Regions from separate parts of the Mus musculus genome. Here region 2 is linked to region 1. Evidence: chromatin contacts called from public HiChIP or PLAC-seq data. All regions are on one chromosome and are shown on one strand. Each heading gives the region's core, a stretch centred on a gene start, on an enhancer-like site or on the middle of the called end of the contact. The rest is flanking DNA. Distances are from core to core; before and after follow the strand shown. Region 1 has its middle 15 kb from the start of Olfr373. Region 2 has its middle 23 kb from the start of Gm51535.

Evidence for each region. HiChIP or PLAC-seq counts read pairs in DNA pulled down with a chosen protein or histone mark.
Region 2: a RAD21 HiChIP or PLAC-seq map of pro-B cells shows a contact between it and region 1, with 2.5 times the contacts expected there. The contact joins two enhancer-like sites. A contact is called at or near these places in 1 of 15 datasets of contacts at CTCF or cohesin (pro-B cells), 4 of 484 Hi-C or Micro-C datasets (cochlea and embryonic stem cells), 2 of 115 datasets of contacts at active chromatin or transcription factors (embryonic stem cells and large pre-B cells) and 4 of 9 other capture datasets (adipose tissue, embryonic stem cells, liver and 1 more).

What each region holds. Positions count from the first base shown.
Region 1 is chr8:72,083,614-72,086,374 of GRCm38.p6, reverse strand. No RefSeq gene overlaps it. Among named protein-coding and RNA genes, the nearest start is that of Olfr373, 15 kb to the left of the region's middle. Within about 2 kb of position 1,419, at least 15 of the 459 cell types and tissues checked have an H3K27ac peak or open chromatin away from gene starts, as enhancers often do. A contact at or near this core is called in pro-B cells, where this site is marked.
Region 2 is chr8:71,979,911-71,982,671 of GRCm38.p6, reverse strand. No RefSeq gene overlaps it. Among named protein-coding and RNA genes, the nearest start is that of Gm51535, 23 kb to the left of the region's middle. Within about 2 kb of position 1,386, at least 14 of the 459 cell types and tissues checked have an H3K27ac peak or open chromatin away from gene starts, as enhancers often do. A contact at or near this core is called in pro-B cells, where this site is marked.

The sequences.
Region 1 (2,761 bases), core at 170-2,669:
TTAAGTCAGCCAGTGTGAGTGACTTGAGGTTGTGCCTCTGTTCCCTCCCGCTGGTGACATAAAGACCCTTTTAAATGGTTCTGAACCTTGGCACCATTGACATTTTAAGGTAGATGAGGGCTAGCAAGATGGCTTAGTGGGTAAGGGCTCTTTCTGCCAAGCTGAAGACCTGAGTTTGATCCCTGGGACTAAGTCAAGCCTGCTTCCCCAGGTCAGCCCTTGTTCCTCTGCCTGAATCATAGCACTTTTAGCATCTCTGTTTAAGTTTTCTTCCCAGGGGAGAAAGATGGTTCAGCAAGTGAAGGACCTTGTAGCCAAACTTGAGAACCGGAGTTACAGCCTCAGGATTCACATGGTGGAACCCGAGTTACAGCCTCAGGATTCACATGGTGGAACCCGAGTTACAGCCTCAGGATTCACATGGTGGAACCTTTGGTGACTCCCAAAAGGTGTTTTCTGACTTCTATACATGTCGTGTGACTATAAAAAATTATCATGTAATAAAAATAAAAAATTTTCCTGTTCCAAGGCAGAAACTGCCTCTCATCCATGGATGTCTTATTCCAGTGTCCCTTTACCCCCAACTCCCTCACAGAACTCACCTGAATCTGTCCTGGGTCTTCTCAGCTGATGGATATACACTGTTGTAGACAGCCATCCAGGCTCTGTTGGGAGCAAGAAGTGAGCTCAGGCCTGCTGGCTGTGGGCTATTGGGTCCCTGCCATGAAGAACACCTGGGGATGTCTCAATGACTTACCAGTCATAGACACTGAGACATTTAATTACACATTCCCCTCAACACTTCCTATCACCTCCTACGGTGTTTGGATGGCCCCACTGCTAGTGGAAATTACCTCCACCAGGGCCTGGAGTCTCTTTCAGGTTGCGCTTGCAATAGTATTTAAAAAAGCTTTTACTACCAATTACACGTAGAGGTGTGTGTGTGCACACATTGTGTGCAGTGCCTACAGAATCCGGAAGAGGGGCCTGGATCCCTGGAGCTGGACTTATGGAGGCTGGGGGTGGGGAGAAAATTAGTGCTTCTATGCACCAAATCCACCCTCTGCAGTTAGGCTGAATGTGTGTAGATCCTGGGAGGACTCTTTTTACAGTTTTCTTGTTATTGTGTGTGTTTGAAGTGTGTGTGTAGGTTAGAGGACAACTTTGTGGGGTTCTGTCCTGCCTTTACATGGGTACTGGGGATCCAACTCAAGTCGTTGGTCACCGGGAAAGTCCTTTCATTCACTTGACACCCTTCCTCACTCTCCCCAGGGATTATTTCCGTGTTTCAGATGGAGTGCTGGGTTCCTCAGGGTGAATGGTCCCTGCCACAGGACCAGGTGCAGTGAGTTGCATATGGGCAGGTGCCCTGCCAGTGAGTTCCACCCCAGGCCTCTTTGGACTTTTCTTGTGAATATTTTTCTTCCTCTTTTTTGCTCTCTTACATAACTGTGTGCAGGAGTGCATGCCACAGCCCATAGGTGTCCGTCAGAGGACAATTTGTTGGAGTCAGCTCTTTCTGCCCCTGGCCACAGACTTGGTAGCAAGCTCCTTTACACACAGCCATCTTTCCGGACCTCGTTTGACCTTTTCTGTTTTTACATTTTGAAACGGGATGTCACTAACTTTCCCAAGCTAGACTGGAACTCACTCTTCACCCCAGGCAGGCTTTAAACTCGCAATCCTCCTGCCTCAGCCTCTGAGCAGCTGGATGAAAGCCCTGTGTCACAGGTTTCTTGGATTGACTTTAACAACTTTCCTTTCACATTTTCTCCCTTGCTGTTGCGTTTAAAGTCTGATGCTGAAAATATGAGACAAGGAGAGGTACCAGGCTTGGGTCCATTCCCAGAGAGCCTTCTTTAGATCCTCCACCCCTGACAGCACCAGGCTCAGGAGACTACATTTATGGAAATGTTTCCTATTTTTCATTTTTGAGACACTCTCCTATAATCAGGGTGGCCTTGAACTCACCACTATGTAGCTAAGGTTGACTTGGAAGTCCTCATTCCCCTGCCTCCATCTTCCAAGGGCTTGAACAACCATGCACCTTTCTAGTTGATGTTGTGCTGGGGATAGACCCCAGGACTTGTCCATGCTAGGCAAGCAATGTACTACCTGAGCCACAAGCAATGTACCACCTGAGCCACATGCATTCTACCTACTGAGCTACAAGCACTTTGCAACTGAGCTACAACTACTCTGCAACCGAGCTACAGCCTCAGTTCCACAAAATTGTTTTACTTTCTTTGAAATTCAGATGGAGAAACAAGACTCTACCCACCCTGGAGTTTATGTGTCTTTAAATTAAAACCAACCCTAAAGTGATATTTAAAATATTACTCTGGTGGGGCTGGAGAGATGACTGAGTAATTGAAAGCATGTGTCCCTCTTGCAGAGTATCCATGTTTAGTACCCAGCACCTACAACAGGTAGCACACAGCCAGCTCCAGAGGATTCCATGCCTTGACTTCTGAGGGCACCTGAGCTCACATGTACAGCCCCCCACCCCCACACACACTGAAAGATAAAATAAAAATCCCCATGAGCCCAAAGTCGTTTGTAGAGGTGACAAAAGGCTTTGTGCCATGTGTTCTGGGTGTGACCCCCTCACCTTTTGTCCAGACTTCATCGTCCCAGTTCTGCAACTCTGTGCAAGCTCAAGGGTATACTTCTAAAACATGCATATGGTATGTCCAGGCTCACAGTAATGTGATTAAGTGAGACTGAATAAGGACTAAGGAGATGGCTTAGTGGTAAAGGG
Region 2 (2,761 bases), core at 137-2,636, 100 kb after region 1:
GTTGGGTATGGGTTCAATCTTATGAGGTCGGCCTTAAATCAAATTTGATATTGGTTGGTTATTGCCACAAACTTTTGGCCACCATTTCCCTAGCATATCTTGCAGGCAGGACAGCACTGTAGATCAAAGGGTTTGCAGCTGACTTGGTGTTTATGTGTCTCCCTTGGTAGCTACAGAGTACCTTCTGGTACCAAGAACACTAGCCAGTAGGGGTGAAGGCTCTAGGTAGGCACCAGGTTACTTCATTTTCAATGAGTTAAATAGGTGTTAATTTCAGCAATAGGGCCTTTTTGTCAAGTTGCTGCAGCTATGGGGTTTGTGTGTGCGTGTGTGCATGTGTACAGTGTCCAAGTGCCACATATTGAATGTGATAATTAGAGGGAAACTTTCAGGAGTCAATTCTTTCCTTCCACTGCGGCTGAGGAATTGAATGCAGGTTCTCCCGTTGTGGCTGTGTTCCTTGTTGAACTTAAGACTCTGTTTTCACTCATGGAAGCATTGAATTTCCGGTGCAGTTTCTCTCAAGACTAGGACGTTTGCCCATGCAGTGCTGTTGGTTAAGTGACAATTTATACGGATTTTTGCATGAAATATCCAGTAAGACATAGTAATTTTATTGAAATTAGTGCCATGTAGTTAACCTGTTAAAACTGACTTGTTGTCTGCCTTTGATATCAGTGATGTGTTGGAAGCTTACCAATAAGCAATATGGCTAGGCATGTGACATGAATGCTGTTAACCAAAGGGCAAATCACAAGCAAAATGCCAAAAGCAAACTTAATTAAAAATCTAATTATGTTTGAAATATTGTATCATTATTTATCTTGTGGTAATTTAGTAAGTTTTTTTTAAAGAAAACAATTTTTGTAACTTGATAAATTATAGTTTTGTTTTTTAGAAAAGTTGCTTCTCCATGTGTAACTAGGCAACAAACGGTGTAGATAGTTTTGCAAGGCTCCCGGATGTTTCCATGCAGACATACCATCATCAGAAACTCGGCTGCTGTTCTGCTGCCTCCTCCCTTATTTTTTTACTGTGGTAATTTCCTATGCAAATATCAGAGCATGCAGCTGTCTAGCTGGAGAATTTTTTGAGGGAATGAGATGTTTATATATTAACGACAATTTTTTTTTTGAAAATAAAAAGTGCCTAAAAGATTAAAAAAAAAAAAAAAAAAAAGAATGCAGGTCCTCAGACTTGAGCAACATGCTGCAATCACTTCGATCTCACTGGTCCCAGGCAGCAGGTTTTGTTAGTTTGTTTTTCTGAGAGTGGTAAGTGTATCTGTAAGAGCAAGATGGCAAGAGAGTGACAGAAGCCTCAGCTGAGTTGTTGACTTCCTTTCCTTCTCAGTGCCCCACTGCACTCCTTAGCCCTGGCTGACCTTTCCCCTCCTCCCTCTTTCCATTTGGCTGCTGCTGCTGGTGGTTATCTCCTCCTCCTTCTCTCTTCTTCTCCTCCCCTCCTCCTTCTTCCTCTTTTTCCTCCTGTGTTTATGTGCGTGTTTGCATGTGTGTATGTACATGGGTGTGCATGTGCACAGGTGTGCAGGTTCCTGAAAAGGTCAGAGGAAGGCACCAGATTGCCTTGGGCTGGAGTTACAGATGGCTGTGAACTGCAACGGGTGCTGGAAACCAAACTCAGATTGTCTGGAAGAGTAGTAAGTGCTCTTAACCACTCAGCCACGTCTCCAGCACTCTAGCAACCTTGTTTGTTAGGATTTATCTCCTCACTGAACCTGAACTTTAGCAGGGTGACAGGCTTCCTGGTCAGTGGTAGTCAGCTTGGCAGAAGTGAGTATGTTCTAGAGACTCTTTGGCTACAACTATTAAAACGGACCCCAGGAAATTGCAATTTTCTCATGCTGGAGGAAGGCGAGCCTGGGACAGGCAGAGGGGGTGGTCTTCTCTCCTCCCAGAAAGATTTTAATTTTCCAAAGATGATAGTAGGGCAATGATGGGTGGGACCTCACCATGCCCAGGACTGCTTAGGTGCACACCATCTGCCCTTTCTCTACTCCACTCCAGAAGATGGACTTGGAGAAGTTGCTGGATCTCTTTGCTCCTCTTTCCAATGCAGCCACATTGACTAAATCTCCCTTTCTGCTTTTTACAGTTAATTTGACTTTTCTAGTTGGCTTATTGAGGACAGGTGGCTGAGCTTGGCTTATTGGGACATAATGAAGTGAGCCCCAGGGATCTGTTAGTTTTTTCCTGTCTAGGGATGAACATAGCTGGGATGACAAGTGTGTCTCACCATGCCCAGCCTGTTTCCTGTGAGTCCTGGGAGCATCTAGACTCTCTCTCCCCAGACATGTCTTTCTTGCTTTCTAACAGGCTCATTGTCATCTTGCCTCAGGAACTTTCCATTTGCTGTTTCCAGACAATGGCATTTTGTACTCCAAGGCAGGCTCATATATCCTAGGCTAGCCCAATCTTATAGCCCAGGATGACCTTGAAGTCTCAATATCCCTGTCTCTACCACCCAATGGCTGGGGTGACAAGTATGACTCACCATGCAGTGCTAGAGATTGAACCTAGGGCTTTCTGCATGCTAGAGAAGCATTCTACCAACTGATCTCTAGACCTAGTCACTAAAATCCATTTTGCTCATGGAATATTGGTGCTCAGCTGATGTTTATTTCCTAGTTGGCCTCCTCTAATCAAGACACAAGTACTATAAAACATGGGCCTGCCTGCTTCCTTCATTTTTGTTCTGTTCCTAGTTGTAGCCAGATCTACAGCAATGCCCATGTCCTTGT